7 separate regions of the Mus musculus genome follow, and regions 1, 2, 3, 4, 5 and 6 are each linked to region 7. Evidence: chromatin contacts called from public HiChIP or PLAC-seq and promoter capture Hi-C data. All regions are on one chromosome and are shown on one strand. The core of a region is the stretch at or near the end of the contact, and the rest is flanking DNA. Distances in the headings are between cores, read along the strand shown. Region 1 overlaps Gm40841 (a long non-coding RNA gene). Region 2 overlaps 2610307P16Rik (RIKEN cDNA 2610307P16 gene). Region 3 overlaps 2610307P16Rik (RIKEN cDNA 2610307P16 gene). Region 4 holds the start of Foxf2 (forkhead box F2). Region 5 overlaps 2610307P16Rik (RIKEN cDNA 2610307P16 gene). Region 6 overlaps 2610307P16Rik (RIKEN cDNA 2610307P16 gene). Region 7 holds the start of E2f3 (E2F transcription factor 3).

Region 1 (3,317 bases), core at 172-2,671, 1.6 Mb after region 7:
AATTGCAGTGTGGATGTCCCTGGTACTGTCAAGGAAGAAACTGATGGGCTGGGTGACTGTACAGTGTCCCCAGAGAAAAATAGCAGCCTTGCAGCATGGATTTAAGTGCATGTGCATGCGTGTAGAGACATGGAAGAGACTGTGTAACACATACACACACAGAGAGAGATATGAGAGAGAGAGAGAGAGAGAGAGAGAGAGAGAGAAAGAGAGAGACTCTTTGCTGGGTTGGGTTTGATTACAAGCCAGTGTTTTCAGCTCCTGCTCAAGACCTATTTCCTGGCTAGCCAGAAAGCTCGGCCAGAGCAGCTGCATATAGACTTTTCTTTTTAACGGCATAGCAAACCCCTTCAGTTTTAACTCCTTGAAGTTCTAAGTGCTCAGCGTTGGGCTAAGGCTCACTGTACGGTTTTGTTTTCTTCTCCTACAGAGCCCTGTAAACACAGCTGTATTCAGTATGGCAGAAAAATTCTGTCCCTTAAATAGAAATGCGATCAATTTAATCAAAATAAATGTATCCCAGATGACTCTGAGGCCAGCTGGATACCACAGGCTTCAGAAGCTAAGCATTCAGTGGAGATGGATACAGTGTTAGATTTACATGCTTTCAAATGCTAGGATCAGCTATGCTTAATAAAGGAAATTCTTTAAGGAAAAGGGAGGGTCCTCCTGGCACCCAGCTATAGATGGTGACCACAGGTGCTGCTGCTGATCCTGGCACTGGGGTTTGTGGCTGTCGAGCTTGCAGGGGTGTGTGGCATGAGGCAGGGCACGGCTGATGTCAGTGTGAAGAAAGCTTGCAGCCTGCTTGAGGCTGTAGGAAGGAGGAGGGTGGCCTCTCATTGCCTCTGTCGGGGCTTGGCTGGTACTAGAAGCTTGTAGATAGATAAGGGTGAGCTGGGTGAACTGAGCTCTGAGCCGGGAGCAAGCAGCTTTCCCAGTTGTCATGGGGGCTCCTCTGGGACGCCTGTCTGGCCTGTCCTCCCACTGTTTGTTAGAAATTCTACAAAGCGGCTCTGTGTGCTGGATTATGTTTGGCCAGCTGTTGGTGCATTCCTGAGGGTGGGGTGGAGACAGGATCTTATTACTGTACTTCCAAACTGTAGATCTATGTGGGGAGAGAGAGAGAGAGAGAGAGAGAGAGAGAGAGAGAGAGAGAGTGTGTCAGGATGTGGTGGGGAGAGGAAAGAAACGCAAGCAAGTCTGATAATCCCTTCTCCTTCTCCAGGTTGTGCTAGAGGAGCATTCAGAAAGGCTATGAAGTGAAAGAGAGAAAGGAGAGGGTAAGGGGTGGGAGCACAGTGGAACAGCCATGAGACAAAGCAGAACTTCAAAGCTGCAGAGACGAGCAGAATGTCAGCAGCTTGTAATTAGCGGTTCATGGTTGCGTCAGAGACTGTATCTCTCCAAGAATAACTGTGTGCTGTGTGCCACAGAGTGCAGAAGACAGTCATAACTAAGTTATCAAGCACAGTTCAAATGAGGGCAGACACATGAAGGCATTTTCTGTTTGAAAATTAAGCAGGGCTGAAGTGCACATCTCACTGGCTGGATTCTGCCTAACTTCTGGCAGGAAATGCTCAGCGTATAGGAGGGTGTTTGTTAGATCAAACAGGGGACCCATAAGCATGCAGACTGAGCATGCAAGCTCCGTCCCTGTAAAATACCGTCCCAAACAGCCCGGTACTGCACTGCTGGGGTCCTGTCTCCGTATATACCCATTCGCTTTTGTATGCCAATGGGAGAAAGTTAAAAGTACACCCAAGGACATATGTCCCCATTAGATTCTAAAATCCCTACTATAGAATTAAAACCTGACTGCAGGTTCTGAGTTGTTTTGGTATTCTTAATTTATACGCTGAAGAAGCTCTTTTTTTGCAATTATCTTGTTGGTAACCCTGTGAGGAAGCGACATACCACTATATGATGTTGAAGGGCACCTTTCCCTTCCATCCCCTGTCTCTGTTATTTGGAGGTGTGGGGCGTTCTCTGGAGCCTCCAGGAGGAGCTGGTGGGAGGAGCTGATTGGCTAGCAGGCTCAGCGTGTTTACTCTTATTTGTTTTCAGTGCTCCTTCGCAGCGTGCATTTAGTATTTGTATTTGTGTTCATGCTGCACAATTACTACTGACCAGCTTTGTTTCTCTGCCCGAAGCGAAGTCAATTTTAGTTCAGCCCCTGCAGTTGAGTCCCTGGACAATATGCACATATGTATTATGTTACCCGTGTATGCACTTTTCCTTTTAAAAACGTGGATTAAGGAAAATTGTAGGCAAGGAGAGACGTGTATATGAAATCAATAGCTTTTTGAATCACATGTAATATAATTTAAATATACTCACTTTAAGATTGCCAAAGCCTATGTTGTCTGAGCCCAGTTAATTTACATCTTCGATTTAGTCAAGAGGTGGAACCTGCCAGATCAGAATGCTGTATTCTGTGCACCCAACAGGGTGGAAGACATTATTTTGTTTGTGTTAGTTCAAACAGCTGGTCATTAATGCAGTCCCCATTTCTAGAGAGAAACGCTGGTGGACATGAATGGCTGTCTGATTAATGCTGCCCCTCGGAGGGTCCTTCACCCAGCCATGCTCCTGCAGAATAATGTAGCATGATGTGATTGCACTCTAACAGGATAGTATGTCATTGTGTCACCAAGCAATTGAGGTTATTATGGGGCAGGGCAGACAGACGGGACAGTGGGGTTACTAGACCGTAGCATTTTTAGAAATACAGGCCTGACCTACTTAGAGTTATTCTGGCAGGCAGCTGCACGGTACATAAAGTCTCCTGATAGGCTGAAGCTGTTGCTAGGGGGAATTAGCATGAATTTTTCCACACAGAGACTCAGCGACTGAATGATAAAAGCTGACTGGAATTAAAGAGATTTGGTTTAGCATTGTACAGATTGATCTGCCTCAGTTTTTTTTTTTTTCTTTCTCAAGTGCCAAGAAAGAGTGCAAAAAATAGAGACTTCTTTTTGTTTGTTTGTTTCTATTAGTTCTTTGACCTTCTCCTTCTCTTCCTTCTGCCCTTCATCCCCAAGAGCCAGGAGGGCAGGAGAACAGAGCAGTTATGAAATTTTGGTTAATCTCTTATTGCTGGGGTCATTGAAACCATGTTGCAAATGGCATGATATTTAAGCTTCAGGACTGCTGGGCGTACCTAGCAGAAGGGCAGATGGGTTTTTTTGGTCCCCTGTGTATCAAGCTGTTTTGGAGTTGGGCATGCATCTTTTATACACTGTATATTTTATACACCCCTTTCCCTTTTGGGCTTGAACAAAACATTTACATAAATTCTTTTCTATCCAAACAGA
Region 2 (3,019 bases), core at 26-2,525, 1.4 Mb after region 7:
TTAATAGACCCAATGCCATTATATCCCCTTTGTATATTTGATTTCTCTTCTAGGTGGCATTAAGCACCTTTGGCTGCTAGGTTATCTCACAGCCCCATTTTATATAGTTAACAATATCATTTTATAAGTGTAGTATTAATTAGAGTCCTGGCCAGTGCCCACTGCAAACCTAGGCTCATGCCATTGGCCATTAAAAACTTCTACACACAATTTGTCATGTAGTTTACAAGGACATGGATTGGTCATCTTTCCATTGCTATGATGACATGTCTGAAAACATCACCATATGAAGAAGAAAGACTTACTTTGGCTTGCAACCTCACTTTTGTGAGGTCACTTTGGCTTGTGAGGTCTCATTTCATGGACACTTCCCTGTTGCTTTGAGCTTATAACAGCAAAATGTATCATGGTGGGAGAGTGTAGTAGAAGACACCTTTTAACCTCACGATGGCTGGGAAACTAAGAAAGATAAGATGGGTAGGTGGCTGGGGTCCCCAGTATCCTCTTGAAGGACAGCCTTCCAATGGGCTAACTTCCTCCTGTAAGCCCCACCTTTTAAAAATTCCACCCCATCTCATTTTGTTCTGGGGTGATTGACCTAGCTTTTAATACACAGGCTTCTGGAGGATTTTCTGGATCTAAACTTCCCCCATTATGTTGTGCTGGTACAATACTGCTGCCCGTTCCCTGTGTCCTTGGTAACTCCAGAGAGCCAGGACCATGCAGTGCAACCCGAACACCACTCCTCCTCACCTTTCTTCTTGGGCGTGTTCATAAAGGTGGAGTGAGCTCTTTGCCTTGCAGAGGGCCATTTGTCCTTTAACCCAGAAAGTGTTTAATTCTGAGAAAGCTGTGTCTTAGCCAAGCTAAACACTTTCTCAAAAGGTTCAATAGCTATGCGTTGGGAGAAGAATAAAGGTGCTCTCATGAGACAGAATTTAGTTAGTTTGAGGACAGAAATTCTAGTGTGCTTTGTTTTTTTGTGTATTGAATAAAACCTAGTGAGGACCACGCTGTCTCGCTCTGCTGTCCACCCTCACCTCTTGCCCTCTCAGCTTGCTAATCTATTGAAACCAGCCTGTATCTTTTCACACACATCCTCTCGTGTTTTCTCACTTCCTATTTTTATGAGAAACTAACTTTGCTGTGTTTAAGGCACTTTAAGACATCCCTCTGTTTCAAAATATCCCTGCATGCATTTGCGCATGGAACCTCATTTCCTGCTTTCATTTTGGTCTCAGTCAGACTGAAGTCTGACTGAAGTTGGGGTGAAAAGTTCTCTCTCCGGAAGTGTAGTCAGTGCCCAGAGCAGCTCCTCATGCCCCTCCCTATGCCCGCTCCCGGATGTGACACTTTGGAAAAGGCAACCAAGGAAAGGCATCTGCTATGGTCTGTTTGCTGTTGGCTCTTGATCTGTTTGTGACCCTGAGCCCTTGATGAATGCGTGATACTTACAACTGGTCCAGGGACTCACTGTATACTTCTAAGTGTCTGCCTCAGGGTTTTAAGGTGGAAAGCTGTAACCTGCAATCATCGTAGTTGCCAGAGATCAACACTAAAAATGAAATAGGAAACAAGAAGAGAAGAAGATAGAAGTGAGGTGCCTTAGGTGTGGTTAGATGGTGTTATCTCATAAAAATTGTGTTTGGTGGCTCTATGTGCATGTACACCTGTATACCTATACTTTCCTAGGGCTCTGATTGCTTTTGCCTGAGTCCTTGTTGGTATGTACTTGACCCCTGCCATTTTTGTTCAGGCTTCACCCAAAGTGTCCATGCTTGTCACTGTGTGCATTGTAAAACACATTGTTACTTTGTTGTAATTGCATTTTTAATTTATATGAGTTATGGATCCCATTTATTTCTTTGTACCACTTCCTCTGGGCATTATATTTTCAGTTGCTCTTTATTGTGTATATATCAAATTCATTTTATTCAACTGCTCATGGTATGGTCTACATTTTATTCATATTCTCCCCCAGGGAGAGTCACATTTTCTCTGTATCATGTTCCCAAAAATATGACTGCTACAAGAAATTTTAGATAGATCCCTCATTGGAGAACACCAAGGAGTGGGTATTTTGGATCTAAACTAATGCATTTACTGTATCTTAGGGTGCAAAGACAGATGGTGGCATGTTCGCTGGGTAAGTTTATAAAGTTTTCTTAGACCCCTCACCAGTACACACCATGCCAGTTTGAGTGTTAAATACCCACTTTCCCCACCAGCCCAGGGCATTCTTAAACCTCCTACTTTTCCCATTTTCTAAGGTGAATGTATTTGTTTTAATTTGCTTTGATTATTGATGAGTGGTTTCCTTAGACGATCATTTCTTCTATAAATTTTCTTTCACAATTATTTAAAAAATTTCCACTGAAAGTGTACTTATATTTTTTTTCCTATTTATACATCGGTACCTTTTATATACTCAGGGAGGCCTTGCGTGATTCTTCCCCATGGCAAGCGTATCTTCTTTTGATTCTTCTCTGTGAACATTGGTAACTCTGTGTGTGTGTGTGTGTGTGTATTTCTGCCAAGGCTTGCAGGAGGAGGTCAGAGGATAACCTTGGGTGCCATCCCTTCTTTGAGACTAACTGGGAATGCCTGGCTAGCTGTGGGTTTTCCTGTCAGTGCCCTCTGTCTCTCCTTTAGGAGTGCTGGGCTTTACAGAGTGAACTGCTTTTATGCAAGTTCTTGAGATTTGAACTCAAGTTCCCAAACTTGTGTGGCAAGTTCCTTTACCAACGGAGCCATCTTTCCAGCCCCATTATACTGTTTATTGAAAAGAACTCTCCAATTTTGATGCAATTGCATTGCATTGCATCAACTATCCATTGGTATTCACTTTGTTCTGTTAAAATAAGAAATCCATGGTAGGTAGAACCAAGGTTCATTTTCCATAGGCAGCCCTGTTCTGAGTGTGTGGCTACTTTTGATTCTCTGATGGGTCCCTTTGTCTTTCTCCTCTTTCAGGTTCATGCTGTTTTGCCATTATCAGTTTTAGTTTAGTTTGTTTGTA
Region 3 (3,335 bases), core at 732-3,231, 1.3 Mb after region 7:
AGTTTACAAAGCAATGGATTTCATTATGGCATAGGGCATTTTCATACATAAATGACTATGCTTTGCTCTTCTTTTTCCATCTCTGCACTCTCCTGCCTCCTACCTCCCTCTCTTGCTGGTCACTTCACTCTTTCCCAGACAACGTCCCTTCTGCTTTCAGTCACATGTATCTCATCACCCTGTCTTGTTGCCCCAGCCCCCTTCAAGTTCTGCTCTTCCTGTCTTGTGGTCCCTTTTGTACTTTTATGTTCTCTGGATATATGCATTTATATACATTTTAATGCAGCTCCTTCGTACAAGGGAAATGTGATATTTATCTTTCTGTGCCTGGCTTATTTCACTTAGCACAATGAACCCCAGCTCCATTTATTTTCCAGGAGATGCCATAATTTTATTCTCTCTTAGGGATGGAGGAAATTTCATTGTGAGCATGTACCACATTTTCTTCATCCAGTCTGGATGAGGTGATAGAGTAGGCATATGAATTCAGGAGTGTGTTATGAGGCGGAGAGCATGGCCGAACTCCTTGAGGTTGCATGGGGTGTATACAGACTGGGTTTGGTAACAGACCCATGCTAGCTGGTGGCTATTCTTGCCTTCATGTCAGCAGATAGATGTGAGGCATGTGAGCCTAAGGAAGTCACACATTTAAGAGAGCTTCATGGAGTCCTTCCTGGAACAGAGGCTCGCCTTAAGTTCTTGCAGCTACTTTTATCGTATCAAGTTTTGTATCCTAGGTCAAAATAGGTGATGGTTTTTCCTCATCTCAAGGCTTATGGGAAGAAACATTACATCAGACAGTGTTCTAAGTTTCTGGGTGGCCAGTAAGTTCTTGGCAAAATGAGGTTACCCCCCTAGGTGCTGACACAGGAACGGGATCTTCCAGAGATGGTAAAGCACAGCCATTGGCTGGGCCCTCTCATGTTTCTGTCTACTACTGTTCACTGGAAGGAGCCTCCCTACTCTGTCTTAGCAGCCTGTCCAGCTGTGTGGGAGTCAGATTTTCTTGGTTTGCTCATCCTAGTTTTGTGGGTAATCTCATCCAGATGCTAGTCCCTTGGTGGGAACAGAATCTTGGTCCTTCTGTCTGCATCAGTGTGGCAATAGCAGTGTCAAGTATGAGGAGTCTTTCAGTCCCCATAAATCAGGAAATAAATAGCCATCTAGAACCCTAAGCATTCTACAAGGAAAAGCCTGTGGTCTTTCAGCCCTTGCTGTGTAGTGGCTTGCTTTCTGTTTCTGGGCTGGAAAGAGTACCAGGTTCATAGGTGTTGTGGTGCTTAAAGATCACTGGAATGCTGGGTATCACATACAGAGTGCTGGATGCTGGGTACCACATACTGGGTGCTGGATGTGGGTGCTGGATGCTAAGTACTGGATGTTAGTCCCTGCACAGAATGGTGGTGAGGAAGAACAAGCTAGTGGAAATTTGTTGGAACCATGGTAGCACTAAAAAATGCTAGGTGGTTTGTAGGTGAGAAATGCCCTAGCATTTATAACTTTGGACTTTAGGTCTTACTTCTGAATTCAAGACTTTTGAGAGGCATAGCTTAACTAATATTAGCCCAAAACAAAACAAAACAAAACAAAAACAAACAAAAAATTCTACCCCCCCAAAAAAAACCTGTTTGGTTTTTTGTTTGTTTGTTTGTTTAGAATGTTTTATTTAGTATAAACCTTTTGTGTGTATGATGTATGCAGGGGCACATGGGCCAGTCAGAGAACAACTTTGTGGAGTCAGTATTTTCCTTTCATCTCTGCAGGAGTTACAGGGATTGCATGGCAAGTGCCTTTATCTACTGAACCACCCTGCCAATGCCAAAGAGACCTCTTGATTGATTTAGTAATAGCTGCTGGGATAGGTGCACATAGTTAATGTGGGTGCTTGAAAACTCCTGTTACTCGGTCGCTTGTACTTTGCTCCTAAGTGGGTGCACACGAATTGCCCTTGAAGCAGATGAGCTCATGTCAAACATGGTGGGGCTTTCCCTACTGTAGAATGCTGGGCACTCTTACCTTACAGAGAGATGAATCAGTAAGAAACATGCTATGCTTTGCTGAGGATGCTTTCACTAATAGCCAGCAACATCATAAATCTAGAGTCCTCAGAGTCATCCTTCTCCCATGGACCAGGCAAATCTCTGTAATGTAGGGCAGAAGCAAAGTCAGACTCAAACGACAATTACTAAATGAAAGCATATCATCTTAGATATGTGCTTATACTGATCTTAATACTTCTTAGGTGTATTTTTCCTTTACATATGTGTTATGTGTATGTGATTGACTATATGCATGTATATCACATGCGTGCAGTTTCCACAGAGGCCGGAGGAGAGGACATTGAATCCTATGGAGCTGGAGTTGACAGGTGGTTATGGTCACCCAAACATGGATGCTGGGAACTGAACAAAGCCAGCATATACTCTTAACCACTGAGCAATCTTTTCAGCTTCCTATTTATTTCAGTATAGGAGCAAGTTCACTACCTGTTTCCCCATTTAAATCCACATGTGCTATTCCTAACTTGGTAAACATACTTTTTAATTTTAATTGTAAATTTTCGTCCTCTTTATTCTTGTAAACTGCAAAGTGGTATCCATGTGCAAACTGCTACCCAGGAGTTAGAAGCTATATGTTGTACCCCCTGGTATAGTGTGATATGGTTTGGGAGGGTTCCCCGGATGTTTGTGTGTTGGAAATGTGGTGATGTTGGGAGGGGGTAAAATATTTAAGACTGGGGTTCATTGGAGGTCATTAGGTCATTGAGGGAGCTGCTCTCTAGGAGTGAACTTGTGAGGACGTGGGGTTTATAAAAAGGAATCCTGACTATTGATTTTGTGGCATCCTGTCTCATTACATGGTTTCTTCATCTGCTCTAATTTATGCCAGAGTCTCACCAAGGCCATCAAGCAGGGCCATACAGATGTAGCGACCTGTTATTTTTCTAAACTGAAAGCTAAGCAAATCTTCTTTTAAAATCCAGCCTTGGGTATTCGTTGTGACCATAAAAACTAAATTTAGACAGTCACTGAATACTCCTGAGCTTCAGTGTTCTCATCTGAAAGGCCAATGCGCCTCTTCCATGTCTGTTAATGGGACCGAGCCTCCCAATCGCCCGGGGGGGGGGGGGGGGTCACAGGTGTGCCACTGTTCCCAAGGCTTTCTATGTGGGTTCTGGGCGATCAAGTGTGGGTTCTCTTATTTTTCTTTTCTTTTCTCTTCCTTTCTTTTCTTTTTTCTCTTCTCTTCTCTTCTCTTCTCTTCTCTTCTCCCCTCCCTCCCTCCCTCCCTTCTCCTTCCTTCCTTCCTTCCTTCCTTCCTTCCTTCCTTGCTTC
Region 4 (3,068 bases), core at 409-2,908, 1.6 Mb before region 7:
TGGGAATTCTGGGGCCCACCAACAGGCCCAGAGCATTAGAGAAGGGTACAAGATCAAATCCCCTTCTCTCACTTAGGAATAGGGAACCGAATCCCCACCCCACCCCCAGCATTCTAGTTCTGAAGACCCCAGCGTTGAGGACCAAGGGTGCAGTAGCCCTGGCCCTCAGAGGCTCTCAGAGGCTCCGCTTGCAGCCAGCCTTGGCGCTCTTTATTACCTGAGAGATCCTCGCGGGCGTTCTGGTGCAAGTAGCTCTGCTCCAACGAGTAGGAAGACATGCTGGGGTGCAGACCAGCAGAGGCCGCGGGATTACTGCTTGGCGTCAGGGCAGGCGGCTGCTTGAGGTAAGGTGAAGCGCCAGGCGAGCTCCAATGTGCCGCAGGGCTAGTGTAGGGCGAGTGACACTCAATGGCGCTTGCCATAGCCGGGGATGAGGGCACAGGGCTGCTGCTGCTGTCCGGCCCATAGTCCCCGCCGCCACCGCCGCCACCCGCTGCCGCACCGACGCCCGCAGGACCTGCGGGCACCGGGCAGCTGGCCATATAGGTGGAGCCCGGGTTGGGCGACATGTGGGGGACGTGGTGGTGGTGGAGGTGGTGTGGATGCGCGTGGCCCGGAGCACCCGCCCCTGTATCATAGCCCGCGGGCATCATGTCGAGGCCACCATAACCGCCTTGACCGTGGCAACCCAGAGGCGCCGACGGGGGCGCTTGGAAGTCGAAGCCCTGGGGCAGCAGCGAGGCCCCGAAGCCCAAGCCGCTCACCACGCGATGGTACATGGGTTTGAGAGCCTGGCACTTCCGCCTGAAGCCGCGCGGCCGGCGGCGGAACGAACCCTCCTCAAACATGAATTCGCTGGCCGGGTCGATGGTCCAGTAGTGGCCCTTACCAGGTCTCCCGAGGCCCTTGGGCAGCTTGATGAAGCACTCGTTGAGCGAGAGGTTGTGGCGCACGGAGTTCTTCCAGCCCTGGTAGGCGCCACGGAAAAAGGGGAAGCGCGCCTGTAGGAACTGGTAGATCTCACTGAGCGTCAGGCGCTTGCTGGGCGAGCTCTGGATGGCCATGACGATGAGCGCGATGTACGAGTAAGGAGGCTTCTCCGGCCGCCGCAGCCCCGAGGTTGCCTTCTTGGTGCCTCCACTCCCGGCGCCCGCGCCGCCGCTGCTAGCCGCACTCTTGCAAGCACCGGCCGAGGCGCTGACGGAGTTAGAAGAGGACGAGGCACAGGAGGCAGAGGATGATGATGACGACGACGAAGTGGACTCCAGGGTGGCGGCGGGTGGCGGGCTCATCAAGGCGGCCTGGAGCGCGCCGGGCGCCGGGCTGCACGCGCGGCGGAGTGGGGCAGGCGGCGGGCGCGGCGGGGGTGGCGGAGGCCCGCCCTCGGTGCTCATCTGGGAATCGGGAACGAGGCCGGGCCTGGGGGGCGGACCCCGGACCGGGATCGGCGGCGCCGGAGCCGGGTCGGTCCACAAATCGGGCGAGTGCCCTACTGCGCCGGCCGCGCTGCAGCCCGGGCCACTGCGGGCCAGCGCTTCGGCGTCGCCTCCCTCAGCTCCTCTGGGGCTTCGGGCGGCGGCGGCGGCGGCGGGTCGGAGGCAACGCCCCGCGCATCCCTCTTCCGAGCCTCCGGCCGGCTCCTTGCGCAACCGTCTCCTAAGCCACTGAGGCGACGCTGCCCAGAGCTGGACAGCTGCGCCCTCGAGCCAAGACCTCAGCCCGGACCCCGGGGACTAGCCCGTCGTCTTCTTTCAGGAGTGCTCTTCTCTCTGTCTCTTGGACTTCCTCCCTGGCGCGCCCTCCCCGCGGCAGCTTCGCTCCCTCCCTCCCTCGCTCCCTCCCTCCACCCCACCCCGCCCTGCCCCCTCCTTGCTCCGCGCCGCCCGCCACGGGGAGGGCGCACAGGGCTCGCGTCACTCCTCCCCCTCTGGACCTGGCGGCGGGCTCCTGCTCTTATCGCCTCCCGGACTCTCCGGGGTCCTGCTGGCACTACTAATTCCTCTCGGGGCTCTTTCCCTTTCCCAGTCTGTCCTCTTCAAAGCCGCAGATACACCCGCATTCAGCAGGGAGAACTCCCAACCTTGGCCAGACTCGATTACTCCTAACTTCAGCAATTCATTCTCTGTTCCTTCCAGCAGCCCGTATCCTATCCCAGAAGTGCCCCCAACCTAGCGATCCGTGCCCGGACACACCCTGCCCCTCCTCCACCCCCGCCGGACCCTGTGGGGGCTGAGTCTTGGGGAGACTGTGCCCTGGAAGAGCTTCCTTAGCCACGGTCCCCAGTGCCCGAACTGACACCATCTGTCAACTTCATTTAGGCAGTGCTGCCCTCAGCCACACGCCAGGGTGCCAGACGTCCCAAGGTAACGTGCCAACTCCGGGTCTCTCTCTCTCTCTCTCTCTCTCTCTCTCTCTCTCTCTCTCTCTCTCTGGCTGGACATGCAGGCTTCTGAGAGGTCACAGCAGAGGGCAAACACTGGACGCCCTTGAGCTGTGCCCGGGGCAGTTATGAACAGATTGTCAGCTGAGCAAGGGGTTTGGGTGGAGAAACCTGGGGCCACCTCTTAGACACTCTTTTGAGTCGAATGGATTCGGTTTTTTATTTGCTTCCATTTTCCACTGACTTGTCATTTCCACTTCATGCTGAGAGAGAGCAAGAGAGACCCTGAGTAAGGAGATAGTTGTATTTATTATCAACAAGGAAGGTCTGCACAGCTGCCAGTGGGTTTACAGCGTCTGTCTTCCGGTGCACCCCCCCCCCACTCCCTATGTTCCGTGGCCCAGCTCCCTCCATTCGAGAACACTCCTCCAGTTGTGGCTTATTCCTCTAAGTAAGAGTCGGCTCAGAGAGAGATGGCCCTCGGGAGAAATCATTCCAATGAGACCCGACAGTTAGTTATTGGATTACACGTGCGGGGAAATGTAGTCTGACCCCGGACAGGGGCTGCAAAGCGAGTTGCAAGCTGAAGGAGGCCTGACCACACCAGGGCTGGTGGCCTGGCCCAGAGGGAAGGAGATGCCCATCAGAGTAGCAAATGGTAGGCACAGCACTGCGCCAGCCCTGAGAG
Region 5 (3,277 bases), core at 593-3,092, 1.1 Mb after region 7:
AGAGATGTTAATCTACCCAAGAGTCTAGGAGCTGACACAAGTCAATAGTAAACTACCTCAAACCAATACAACCCGAATAATAACCTGAATTAAAATGGGTTAAGAAGGTGAACAGATAGATGTACACATAGCTGCAGGTGTAGGGAGAAAAGATCTTGTGTCTCCGCAGCTATCTGTCTGTCTCTAAAACCAAAACTCCTATTCTTCCCGGGTAGAGCCTGAAGAAAGAGAGCAGTCATCTGGGCATGGTGGTGCAGGCCTTTGTTCTCAGCACTCCAAAGGCAGAGGCAGCAGATTTCTGTGAGTTCCAGCCCAGTTGGAGCTACACAGTGAGAACCTGCCTAAGAATAAATAATAATAATTATTAATAATAATAAAACGAATGAATAAATAAATAAATGGAGAGAAAAGGGAAGGGAAGGCTTCATGTGGGATGAATCTCCACGTTCTTTTCCCGAGGACTTGCTACATTTAATGTTAGTCTCTCTCTCCTAAAACTACTGCTTAGTTTATCATTTGAAGCTGGTATCCATTGCACACTGGAAATGGAAAGGAAATCCCGTGCACACATTTGGGAGGTAGCTGTGAGTCTGTGTGTATTCTTGCGAGCAGAATGGATCCAGCCCAGAAGTTTAAGCTGTGCAGCACTCGAGAGTGTGGAATTCCCTTAAGATCCAAAGGCCATGGAGTATTCTTCAGAGGACTGCGTCGCATATTTCCTGTGTATCTTGTTTTGTCTGGGGACTGCTCCACAGAACTCTGCCATCTGTAGTGGGTGGCAACTATATCTCAGTCTTGAAGAATTCATCTGTTCATTTTCTTTCTTTCCCTGACTTGATGACACCATTGTGGTTACTTCTCCTCCCTCCCCAATCAATAACATCTCATTTTCCATTATTACATCTTAAGTATATTGCAGTGGCTGCAAGCTGTTACATTTTCATTTTGGTAATGTGATGGTTGGAAAAATCTGTCAGGAAACAGTCGCAGGAGTTCAAGTCCTCTGAAGCTGGGCTGCCTTCCAGATGAGTCTGTCTAGATGGTGGAGGATCCCTACCTGCCCACATTTCGGCAACATTAGCTCGCCAGCCTATACCACCTTTAAGACCCTGGAACTCTGGACAAAGTCACCTGCCCATGTGGGCAGAAGGATCTCCCAGAGCCTAGGTTCCTGTCTCCTCTCTAGCTAATGCTTCTTTGTTCTATATTCCAAAGACTATTAGGGTAGTTTAGATGCAGTGTCTCATTGCTGTTGAGAAATCACGAGTGACGGGTGTGACTGTAAGGTATGATGGATACCTGTCATCCCAGCACTCAGTAGACTGAGGCAGGAGACTAGAAAGTCTGAGATCAGCCTGGGCTATAGAGGAAGATCCCGACTCTAAACAAAAACAACAATAACTCTATCAACCCAAACTACCCAGGGCTTTCTAAATCAATCTTTAGCTAAATATGAGAGCGCCATTCTATACACAGTGACTAGATCTGGGTCACAAGGGTGTCCAAGGGGAAGCAATCTCCCTAAGAGCCATTCGTCATAAAGCATTTCGCTGCTGATATTAATATCTAATGGAAATTCCTTTTTTTTTTTTTTTTTTTGGTTGGGAGAGGCCCTTACCTTTTAATAATGCCTTTTCAGGTTTGAAGAAGTGCATCAGCCATTGCTGGAGCGTTTCTTGTAAGGGCACTTAACTGGTTAGGGGAGGTGTAATGAGGAGGAGTGTGGTTTGGGAGTGATTGGTGAGCACTGCAGAGCTGTGGCTGGAGTGTGGTTATATCTGATCCAGCACTGGCAGCGAGTGAGCTGGCGTCGCTTGTGGTGCTTCTGGGATGATGACTGGCAGCTGGGTGCACAGCAAGCTCACCTTCTCCATTTTCCTTCCCCACTGGCTGCTGTCTTAGGGGAAGAACTGTAGCCATTCATCATTTTGGACATTTAACGGCTTTCTTTTTGGGGGAGGTGTGTCTCTACATTTGCAGTTGAGACAAACGAGCATTTGTTTCCTTCTGCTAGGTGCAGTTTTACACTTCTTTTCACAGCAAAGGAAAACTCTGAGGTGAAGGTTAAGCTTTGAAAGAAGAACGCGAACTGAGTTCGGTGTGAGGCTGGGCTGCCTGGTTGGTTCTTTCCCCTTGAAACCTTCCCTTTCTTGGCTCTTATTTTCTCCAGGACTATTCTATCAATCTTTTGTCTCCTAATACTTACGTCTTGAGTCTGTTAATTTTTTTATGTTAATGATGTAATGTGTACCTCTAGTAGTATCTTGTCGTTGAGTTAGCAAAGTACCACCTACTTTGGAAGCTTAAAGCAACAGAAACGTGTTTCTTCCAAGTTCTGGGAGCAGAGGAGTCCAATATCAGCATCCACTGGGCTGACAGCAAGGTTGTCAGCAGCACAGCCTCACAGTGGCTCGCATCTTAGACGGTGGAGAGCCAAACAAGCTTAGTCAAGATGTAAAAGAGTGAGGAAAGATTTACTGCCTGTACTAGGTAAGGAGAAGCCAGGATTCCACCCCTACCCTCACCCCCAAGCAATGTCCTTTTCCAACAAAGGAAACATGGGGATTTTATTGGGGAGTCTCTGAATATTTACACAGGAAGGCAGTTTTGAGGCAAGCATAGTCCTGTGCATGCTCAGCCTATAAGTGCATTCCTGAGCAACCTCAGTTGAAGGGCATTATTCGAGAAGGCAAGAGAGTGGCGGGTATTTTAGCTCAAGGTCTTAGCAGGCGTGTCTGAAAGATTAGAATGGTGGGCACTTTTGGGTGTGCTCAACTCTGTCAGACAGGTTGTATCTGAAAATGGAAATGGTTCAGTGAACCAGAAATTTACCACAAAGGTGTCTGTCTCACTTGATGTCAAGTAGCAGACCTGGGTTCTCTCTGGGGATTTCTGCTGGCTGATAGCATGGACATGGGCACCTGCAATCCCAGCTTTGTGGGGGATGACTTGATCCTAAGAGGTCCAGGCCAGCCTGATGGTGGTGATGGTGGTGATGGTGGTGATGGTGGTGGTGGTGACTGTGGCTGTGGTGGTGGTAACAGTGACAGAACTGGGACACAGTTTCTTTGGTTTAATCAAGTCTCCTCTCTTCCTACAACTCTTTGGGTATGGGATAGCTCAGTATTAACATTAGAGGGCTAACCAAAGACACTGGAGATCCTGATCTTTGAATCCTAATATGGAAAATAAAACAAGTGCAAATGTCCAGACACAGTTATACTGACTGCATGTAGGAATGACTTCAGTGGCCCCGCATGACCTCGCCTCCTAAAGC
Region 6 (2,946 bases), core at 207-2,706, 1.4 Mb after region 7:
CTGATTTTGCTTATGTGGGGATATGTGCAGCTTAGTAGGTGGATGGTGGGCTGAGAGAAGAAATATTCAAAAGTAGAGTGCATATATACTTTCTCTTGTCTCTGTATATCCACTGGGTCCGTTTTAGGAATCTCATTGTAGGTTCATGATGCATAATAAGGTTTCTCTTCTCAGAAGACGAATTGTCACTCCTGATGCTAGCAGGTGTGGCTCTCCATCCCATTCTCCAAAGTTGTGGAAGAACGTGGACGGATTCTGATCCCGACCATCTTAGTCCTACTTTGCCTTCTGGCGTCCTTCTCCTTCCTCTTTTTTTCCTCTGTATTTCCACCTCCCTTCCTTCCCTTGAAGTCTTTTCTTTCTTCTCTTCCTCTTATACTTATATGGCCCGTAACGTTGGCCACTGCAAGCTCTTTAAAATGTTCAGTGGCATTAAGTACTTAACATTGTCATGGAACCAAGCATTGTCCCTGTCCTCCCCATAACTGCATCTCTTTCACGATAGAAACTGTTAAACATTAACTCCCATTCCCACTTGACCACCAGGGCCCGAGGCCAACCATTCTTCTCTTTGTCTCTGAAATTAACTACATTAGTTATAGAAGTTGAATGATGAGCCCTTTTGACTCTATGTGCGTGTGTGCATGTGTGTGTGTGAATTATGTATATGTGTATGTGTGCCTTCTGTGAGTGTGCAGGAGCCCACAGAGGCCAGAAGATGGTGCTTTATTTCTGTGGGTATTACAAACACATGTGAGCAGCCCAGTGTGGCTGCTGAGAACTGAACCCGAGTCCTCTGCAGTAGCAACAAGCATATGTGTGAGTGCTTACCTGTGTGGTTTTATAAAAGAAGGATCATTGCAAATCCTTTTTTCTTTCAAGTTGTTCTCTCATGTGGCATTTTAGCTGTCATAAATCTATAATCTGAACTTTTAATACTTGATCAGATGCATTGTTTGTTAATGTTTCTGTTTTATCCTTGGTTACCATTCCACATGGTTACAATTGTCTTTTGATGAAGAAAGTTTTAAATTTTCTTTCATGAAGTGCAATTTGTCTGTATTTGTTATTGCCAGTACTCGTGCCTGTGGTGTCATGTCTAAAATATGCTTTCCAAGTTCAACATCATAAAGATTTGGTTGGACTTTTTCTTGAAAGGTTTAAGTTTGTGATCCATTTTGAGTTAATTTTCATCCATGCTATTAGACAAAGGTTGTATAAGGTTCTTTTGGATATTCATATCCAGTTTAGATCATTTGTTGAGAATGGTCCTTTCTCCATTGAAGGGAATTATCATTTGTGTTAACAACCATTTGACCAAATACGTAAGGAGTGGTATGAATGTGAAATGTGCCATAACGATTCAGGGGTTTGCCACTTGGTCCTCAGCTTGTGTCTCTGGTTGGAACATTGTAAAACTGTGTATAGGCAGAGCATTGCTGGAGGAAGTAGGTATCAAGGAGCAGGCCTTGAGGCTTTATAGCCAGCCACACTTCCTGTTCAGCCTCTGCTTCCTGACTGAGTATGCAAGGTGGTCGCTTCAGCCCCTTGCTACTTCCATGTCTTTCCCAGCATAATGAATAATCTCCCATAAGCTAGGACCAGCCCTTCTCCCCTTAAATTGTGTCTCCCTGGGTATTTGGTTACAAGGAAAGCAAAGATATATATCCTCAATCAACTACTCTAGCCAGCCAGGTTGTTCCAGATACCTGTTTCTGACTTCAGCTGGGGTTATAGGCATTCTGCTATGCCCACCCAATTTTTATGTGTTATCTCTCTTAGTTAGGGTTTTCCTGCTGTGTACAGAAACCACAACCAAGTCAACTCTTTTAAGGATTACATTTAATTGGGGCTGGCTTACAGGTTCAGAGGTTCAGTCCATTATCATCAAGGCAGGAACATGGCAGTGCCCAGGCATATATGGGGCTGGAGGAACTGAGAGATACACCGCTTATTCAAAGGCATCTTGCAGAAAACTGCTTTCCAGACAGCTAGGATGAAGCTGTTAAAGCCCACACCCACAGTGACACACAGGGACACACCTATTCCAACAAGACAACACTTCTTAATAGTGCCAATCCTTGGGCATTTACAAACCACCACCATATCTTAATCAGTCTTCTATTGCTGAGACAAGATTCCATGACCATAGCAACTGTTATAAAAGAAAGCAAATAATTGGGACTGCCTCATGGTTCAGAGGTCTACCATTATTATCATGGCAGGAATCATGGGGTCATGTGGGCAGACCCGGTGTTGAAGTTCTACATATGGATCCAAAGGTATCAGGAAGAGACAGCCACTGGGCTGGTATGGGCTTTTGAAACCTCAAAGCCTACCTCTAGTGACACACTTTCTCCAACAAAGCCATACCTCCTAATCCTATCAACACTGCCTCTCCCTAAGCATTCAAATGTATGAGCCCATGTGGACCATTCTTATTCAGACCACCACATATGAGCTCTAGTCCTCATGGTGAGATAGTAAGCAGTCTACCTTCTGAGCCATCTCACCAGCTCAAATTAGAAGGATCTAAAAGCTTTCTTCCTTCTCAAGATCGCCTTGGTTCTTCCCTGGTTTTTTATAATTGCACGTGAACACTAAGGTGGTTCTGTATTTCTGCAAAAATTTTCACTTGGGTTTTGGCCTAGATTTTGTCAAATCCATATAATGTCATGTATACAATTGATGTCTCAGCATGATTAATCATTCCAAATCCATGAACATGGAATAAAATTCCACTTATGTTTTTAATTTCTTTGGTCAATGTATACAAATCTTCAGCTTAACAATCAATTACTAAGTATTTCATTACTTTTAAGCTTCTATAAATGGCATCATTTTCATAATTTCCTTTTGTTAGTGATCACTGTTTCTGTAGAGAAATATAGAAATGGTTTTTACATACACTTTATTGAATTTGTTTTAACTCTAACAGTTCATGAC
Region 7 (2,977 bases), core at 413-2,912:
ACTAGGTGTAATGCAAGCCTTGTCATCCACTGAGCACCCTACCAAATACTCTACATTTAAAAAATTATAATGTGCCTGAGGTAGAGAAGGATGTATCCCAACAGCTGTTTTCCACAGTTCTCAGCTACTCAATGAAAATCTGGTCTCGACATCTACATCTTCCCTCACCTTCCTCCTCAGTCGTAAATACTTCTCATTGTGCGTATACAAGTGTGTGTGTACGTGAGAGTGCACACGCTTGTGCATATGCACGTGCCTGTGGAGGCCAGAGAGGTCAACCTCAGATGTCTCCCTCAGTAGCTCTCTACCTGAGTTTTCAGAATAGGATAGCTCAGTGAGTCTCGAATTTCCCAACTGGCTTCACTGGCTGACCATCAAGCCCCAATGAGTTTTCAGGTCTCATTCTCCCAGTTCTGGGATTAGTGATACACGCGGTCATGCCTAGCTTTTTAAATGTGAGTATTGGGGATCAAATATAGGTCCCCTCACTTATGTAAGTAACTGATCCATTTCTCCAGCCCCACAATGCTCATTTTAAAGATCCGTGAGTATTTACTTTAATATAGAAACCAGTTCGACGATTTCATTTTCCTTGACATTTTCTGATTTCCATATATACATATATATGCATACATTTTTCTCCTCTTTTAAAACATATCGGGTTAGGTTTGCGTTGTAGTGTTTGCTGTTTGCTTAAGAATTTCCTGGCGTATGAGGCTGTAAAGAGCTGAGTGCAGGCAGCTTTCACTGGAAGTCCCACGTCACCATAAAAGCCTGTACTACTTTGGATTACTGCATGGCGGATTAAAAACCCGCGGATCAGTTCTAGGTTAGCCCTGATTAACTCCCCTGGGTGTTTCTGGGCCAGAGAGGGTGCTTGTTAGACTCAAACCTATACTTGTAGTCAGAGTTCACTGAACAAAGAGTTAATTTTTACTTAAATCGAAATCGGGCTAATCATGAAGCTGCCAGGAATGATCTGGAATATGAACTAAAGTGTGCCTGCAGTCGCGTCAGCTGAACCTTCTACCCCCACGGTTCTGTCTGCCCACATGCTTCTGTCTATCAGCCTTGGCCTCCGGATCCGCTCTCACGTCATTGGTTGGATTTCAGGAAGGAAGAAACCCAGGATTTAAAGGGCTCAGTTTTCCACCTGCCAGGCCGGGTCCAACTTGCCTTTGACACATATTTAGGGGAATTTCTACCAGTTCTTCATTTACTACACTGCTTGGTTACAGGAAACAAAGTCCCTGAGGGTGTCACCTTGACAATTTCCAAAACCGAAACTTGCGCTCAAGACTAGATCCACACTGAGTCTGCGAGGCAGAGTCCCTGCCCAGGTCATCAGAGCCAGCCCCGCGGGTAGGAGCGAGGGAGGGGCCTGGAATGGGCGTGGCTTTCCGTGGGAGAGTAGGACTTTGCCCCACCTCCTAAGAAGCCTGCTCTGCTTCCAGCCAGTCAGGTTGCTCTATGCAAATAGAGCCCGGGTCACCCCGGTAACCATGGTGTATGGCAGCCAATGGAAAACAGCCAGTGGCGACCTCGCTCCAGGATTGGTACCGAAGTAAGGCGACAGGGATCCAATGGACTGTGGGAACAGTCCTCGGCGGGTTGAGGGGCGGAGATATGCAAATATGGTTTGAAAAGCCGGCGGGAAATCTGAGTTTCGCGGGAGGACCTTGGCGCGTAAACCGTATCCCTTCATTCATTGTCAGCAGCAGCTTCCTGGAGCCATTTTTCAGCTGCCGGCCGCAGCACCCGGGCTGCCGCCACCGCCTCGCAATCCGTTGCATCGGCTGCCCCCGACGCCTCCATCCCTCCTCGGGGCCTGATATCCGTGCGGCCGGGACCCTCCTCTCTCCAGACCCCCGATTATTTTTGGCCCCCGGGGCCTGTGCGGTGCGGAAAAATAAAAAGAAAAGAGAGAGAGAGGGTTCGGAAGCGCCGGGAGGGGAGGCGAGAAGGAGAGACTTGGAAACTCCGGCTGCAAATAATAAAAGAAATTGAAAGCAATACGTTAATATATCGTAACACTAAAAAAGAGCAGGAGCGAGAGATGAGAAAGGGGATCCAGCCCGCCCTGGAGCAGTACCTGGTGACCGCCGGGGGTGGGGAGGGGGCGGCTGTCGTCGCCGCCGCCGCTGCAGCCTCCATGGACAAAAGGGCACTGCTAGCCAGCCCCGGCTTCGCCGCCGCCGCCGCCCCGGGCACGTACATCCAGATCCTCACTACGAACCCTTCCACCACGTCCTGTGCCACCTCCCTCCAAAGTGGCGCCCTGACCGCCGGCCCCCTTCTCCCCAGTGTCCCCGGCACGGAGCCGGCCGCCAGCAGCCTCTACACCACGCCACAAGGACCCTCCAGCAGAGTCGGGCTGCTGCAGCAGCCACCAGCACCAGGACGCGGCGGCGGCGGTGGCCCACCGGTAATACCCTCCTCAGCGTCCCTAGCCCAGGTGGGAGGCGGGCTCCCGGGAGCGGTGGCGGCGGGAGCGCGAGGCTGAGCATCGTGGGCCTCGTTGCTGTCCCTTCCAGCGTGTGCTTATTGTTAGACTCGGGGTGCTTTCCTGCGGACGTTGGGAGGACGTGGGGGCCTGGGCAGGCACGCGGGGCAGTGGGGAGTCCCTCTTTGAGAACCACATCCAACACTCCAAAACTTTTCGCGCCCCCCCCCCCTCCACTTCTTTTCCTGCACTTTTCCCTACCCCCACTCTCCCCTCCCTTGCAACTCGAAGCTTCCTCTTTCTCGGGCGTAGGAAGGGGTCACGCCCCGGATGGAGAAGGGGGTGGGGGAGGGAGTAGTGCACTGGAGAGTGGGGGACCCCAGAGGATGTAAACTGGGGGACCCGAGGCGTGCAAGCCTCCTCTCCTGTCTCTGCTGCCCCTGGGCGACTGGGGGTCCCGCAGGCGTGCTCCGAGCGCAGGGGCGCCAGTGCCTGGCACCTTTGGGGACCTAGCTCCAGGCAACAAAGGGGATC

The links. Promoter capture Hi-C pulls out the DNA fragments that hold promoters and counts their contacts. HiChIP or PLAC-seq counts read pairs in DNA pulled down with a chosen protein or histone mark.
Region 1: a promoter capture Hi-C map of pre-B cells shows a contact between it and region 7, with 4 times the contacts expected there. The contact joins the enhancer-like site here to the promoter of E2f3 in region 7. A contact is called at or near these places in 4 of 39 promoter capture datasets (the HPC-7 cell line, HPC-7-derived erythroid cells, hippocampal neurons and 1 more) and 3 of 115 datasets of contacts at active chromatin or transcription factors (astrocytes, regulatory T cell precursor and thymic regulatory T cells).
Region 2: an H3K27ac HiChIP or PLAC-seq map of thymic regulatory T cells shows a contact between it and region 7, with 7 times the contacts expected there. The contact joins the enhancer-like site here to the promoter of E2f3 in region 7. A contact is called at or near these places in 1 of 39 promoter capture datasets (pre-B cells), 1 of 115 datasets of contacts at active chromatin or transcription factors (thymic regulatory T cells) and 2 of 9 other capture datasets (adipose tissue and macrophages).
Region 3: a contact with region 7 is called in an H3K27ac HiChIP or PLAC-seq map of thymic regulatory T cells, with 7 times the contacts expected there. The contact joins the enhancer-like site here to the promoter of E2f3 in region 7. A contact is called at or near these places in 3 of 115 datasets of contacts at active chromatin or transcription factors (acute myeloid leukemia, embryonic stem cells and thymic regulatory T cells).
Region 4: a contact with region 7 is called in an H3K27ac HiChIP or PLAC-seq map of embryonic stem cells, with 5 times the contacts expected there. The contact joins the promoter of Foxf2 here to the promoter of E2f3 in region 7. A contact is called at or near these places in 1 of 39 promoter capture datasets (embryonic stem cells), 1 of 484 Hi-C or Micro-C datasets (embryonic stem cells) and 2 of 115 datasets of contacts at active chromatin or transcription factors (both in embryonic stem cells).
Region 5: a promoter capture Hi-C map of the HPC-7 cell line shows a contact between it and region 7, with 4 times the contacts expected there. The contact joins the enhancer-like site here to the promoter of E2f3 in region 7. A contact is called at or near these places in 1 of 39 promoter capture datasets (the HPC-7 cell line), 2 of 115 datasets of contacts at active chromatin or transcription factors (embryonic stem cells and stem cell-derived neural progenitor cells) and 1 of 9 other capture datasets (macrophages).
Region 6: a contact with region 7 is called in an H3K27ac HiChIP or PLAC-seq map of microglia, with 6 times the contacts expected there. The contact joins the enhancer-like site here to the promoter of E2f3 in region 7. A contact is called at or near these places in 3 of 39 promoter capture datasets (the HPC-7 cell line, pre-B cells and second pharyngeal arch cranial neural crest) and 4 of 115 datasets of contacts at active chromatin or transcription factors (large pre-B cells, microglia, regulatory T cell precursor and 1 more).

The regions. Positions count from the first base shown.
Region 1 is chr13:28,415,790-28,419,106 of GRCm38.p6, reverse strand. It overlaps Gm40841 (a long non-coding RNA gene), which reads left to right. Exons shown (of 3, transcript XR_003950511.1): 1 at 1-22. Among named protein-coding and RNA genes, the nearest start is that of Gm40841, 4.1 kb to the left of the region's middle. Within about 2 kb of position 1,421, at least 225 of the 459 cell types and tissues checked have an H3K27ac peak or open chromatin away from gene starts, as enhancers often do. A contact at or near this core is called in the HPC-7 cell line, hippocampal neurons, pre-B cells and 2 more, where this site is marked.
Region 2 is chr13:28,599,202-28,602,220 of GRCm38.p6, reverse strand. The region is part of intron 6 of 2610307P16Rik (RIKEN cDNA 2610307P16 gene); the gene reads left to right. Among named protein-coding and RNA genes, the nearest start is that of Mir6368, 110 kb to the left of the region's middle. Within about 2 kb of position 1,275, at least 89 of the 459 cell types and tissues checked have an H3K27ac peak or open chromatin away from gene starts, as enhancers often do. A contact at or near this core is called in adipose tissue, macrophages, pre-B cells and 1 more, where this site is marked.
Region 3 is chr13:28,733,772-28,737,106 of GRCm38.p6, reverse strand. All of the region lies in intron 3 of 2610307P16Rik (RIKEN cDNA 2610307P16 gene), which reads left to right. Among named protein-coding and RNA genes, the nearest start is that of Mir6368, 25 kb to the right of the region's middle. Within about 2 kb of position 1,981, at least 7 of the 459 cell types and tissues checked have an H3K27ac peak or open chromatin away from gene starts, as enhancers often do. A contact at or near this core is called in thymic regulatory T cells, where this site is marked.
Region 4 is chr13:31,624,406-31,627,473 of GRCm38.p6, reverse strand. It overlaps Foxf2 (forkhead box F2), which reads right to left and starts at 1,658. Exons shown (of 2, transcript NM_010225.2): 1 at 218-1,658. The coding sequence starts at 1,394.
Region 5 is chr13:28,837,801-28,841,077 of GRCm38.p6, reverse strand. All of the region lies in intron 2 of 2610307P16Rik (RIKEN cDNA 2610307P16 gene), which reads left to right. Among named protein-coding and RNA genes, the nearest start is that of 2610307P16Rik, 46 kb to the left of the region's middle. Within about 2 kb of position 1,842, at least 45 of the 459 cell types and tissues checked have an H3K27ac peak or open chromatin away from gene starts, as enhancers often do. A contact at or near this core is called in the HPC-7 cell line, where this site is marked.
Region 6 is chr13:28,540,336-28,543,281 of GRCm38.p6, reverse strand. The region is part of intron 7 of 2610307P16Rik (RIKEN cDNA 2610307P16 gene); the gene reads left to right. Among named protein-coding and RNA genes, the nearest start is that of Gm40841, 120 kb to the right of the region's middle. Within about 2 kb of position 1,456, at least 4 of the 459 cell types and tissues checked have an H3K27ac peak or open chromatin away from gene starts, as enhancers often do. A contact at or near this core is called in the HPC-7 cell line and microglia, where this site is marked.
Region 7 is chr13:29,984,748-29,987,724 of GRCm38.p6, reverse strand. E2f3 (E2F transcription factor 3) reads left to right here and starts at 1,662. Exons shown (of 7, transcript NM_010093.3): 1 at 1,662-2,425. The coding sequence starts at 2,057.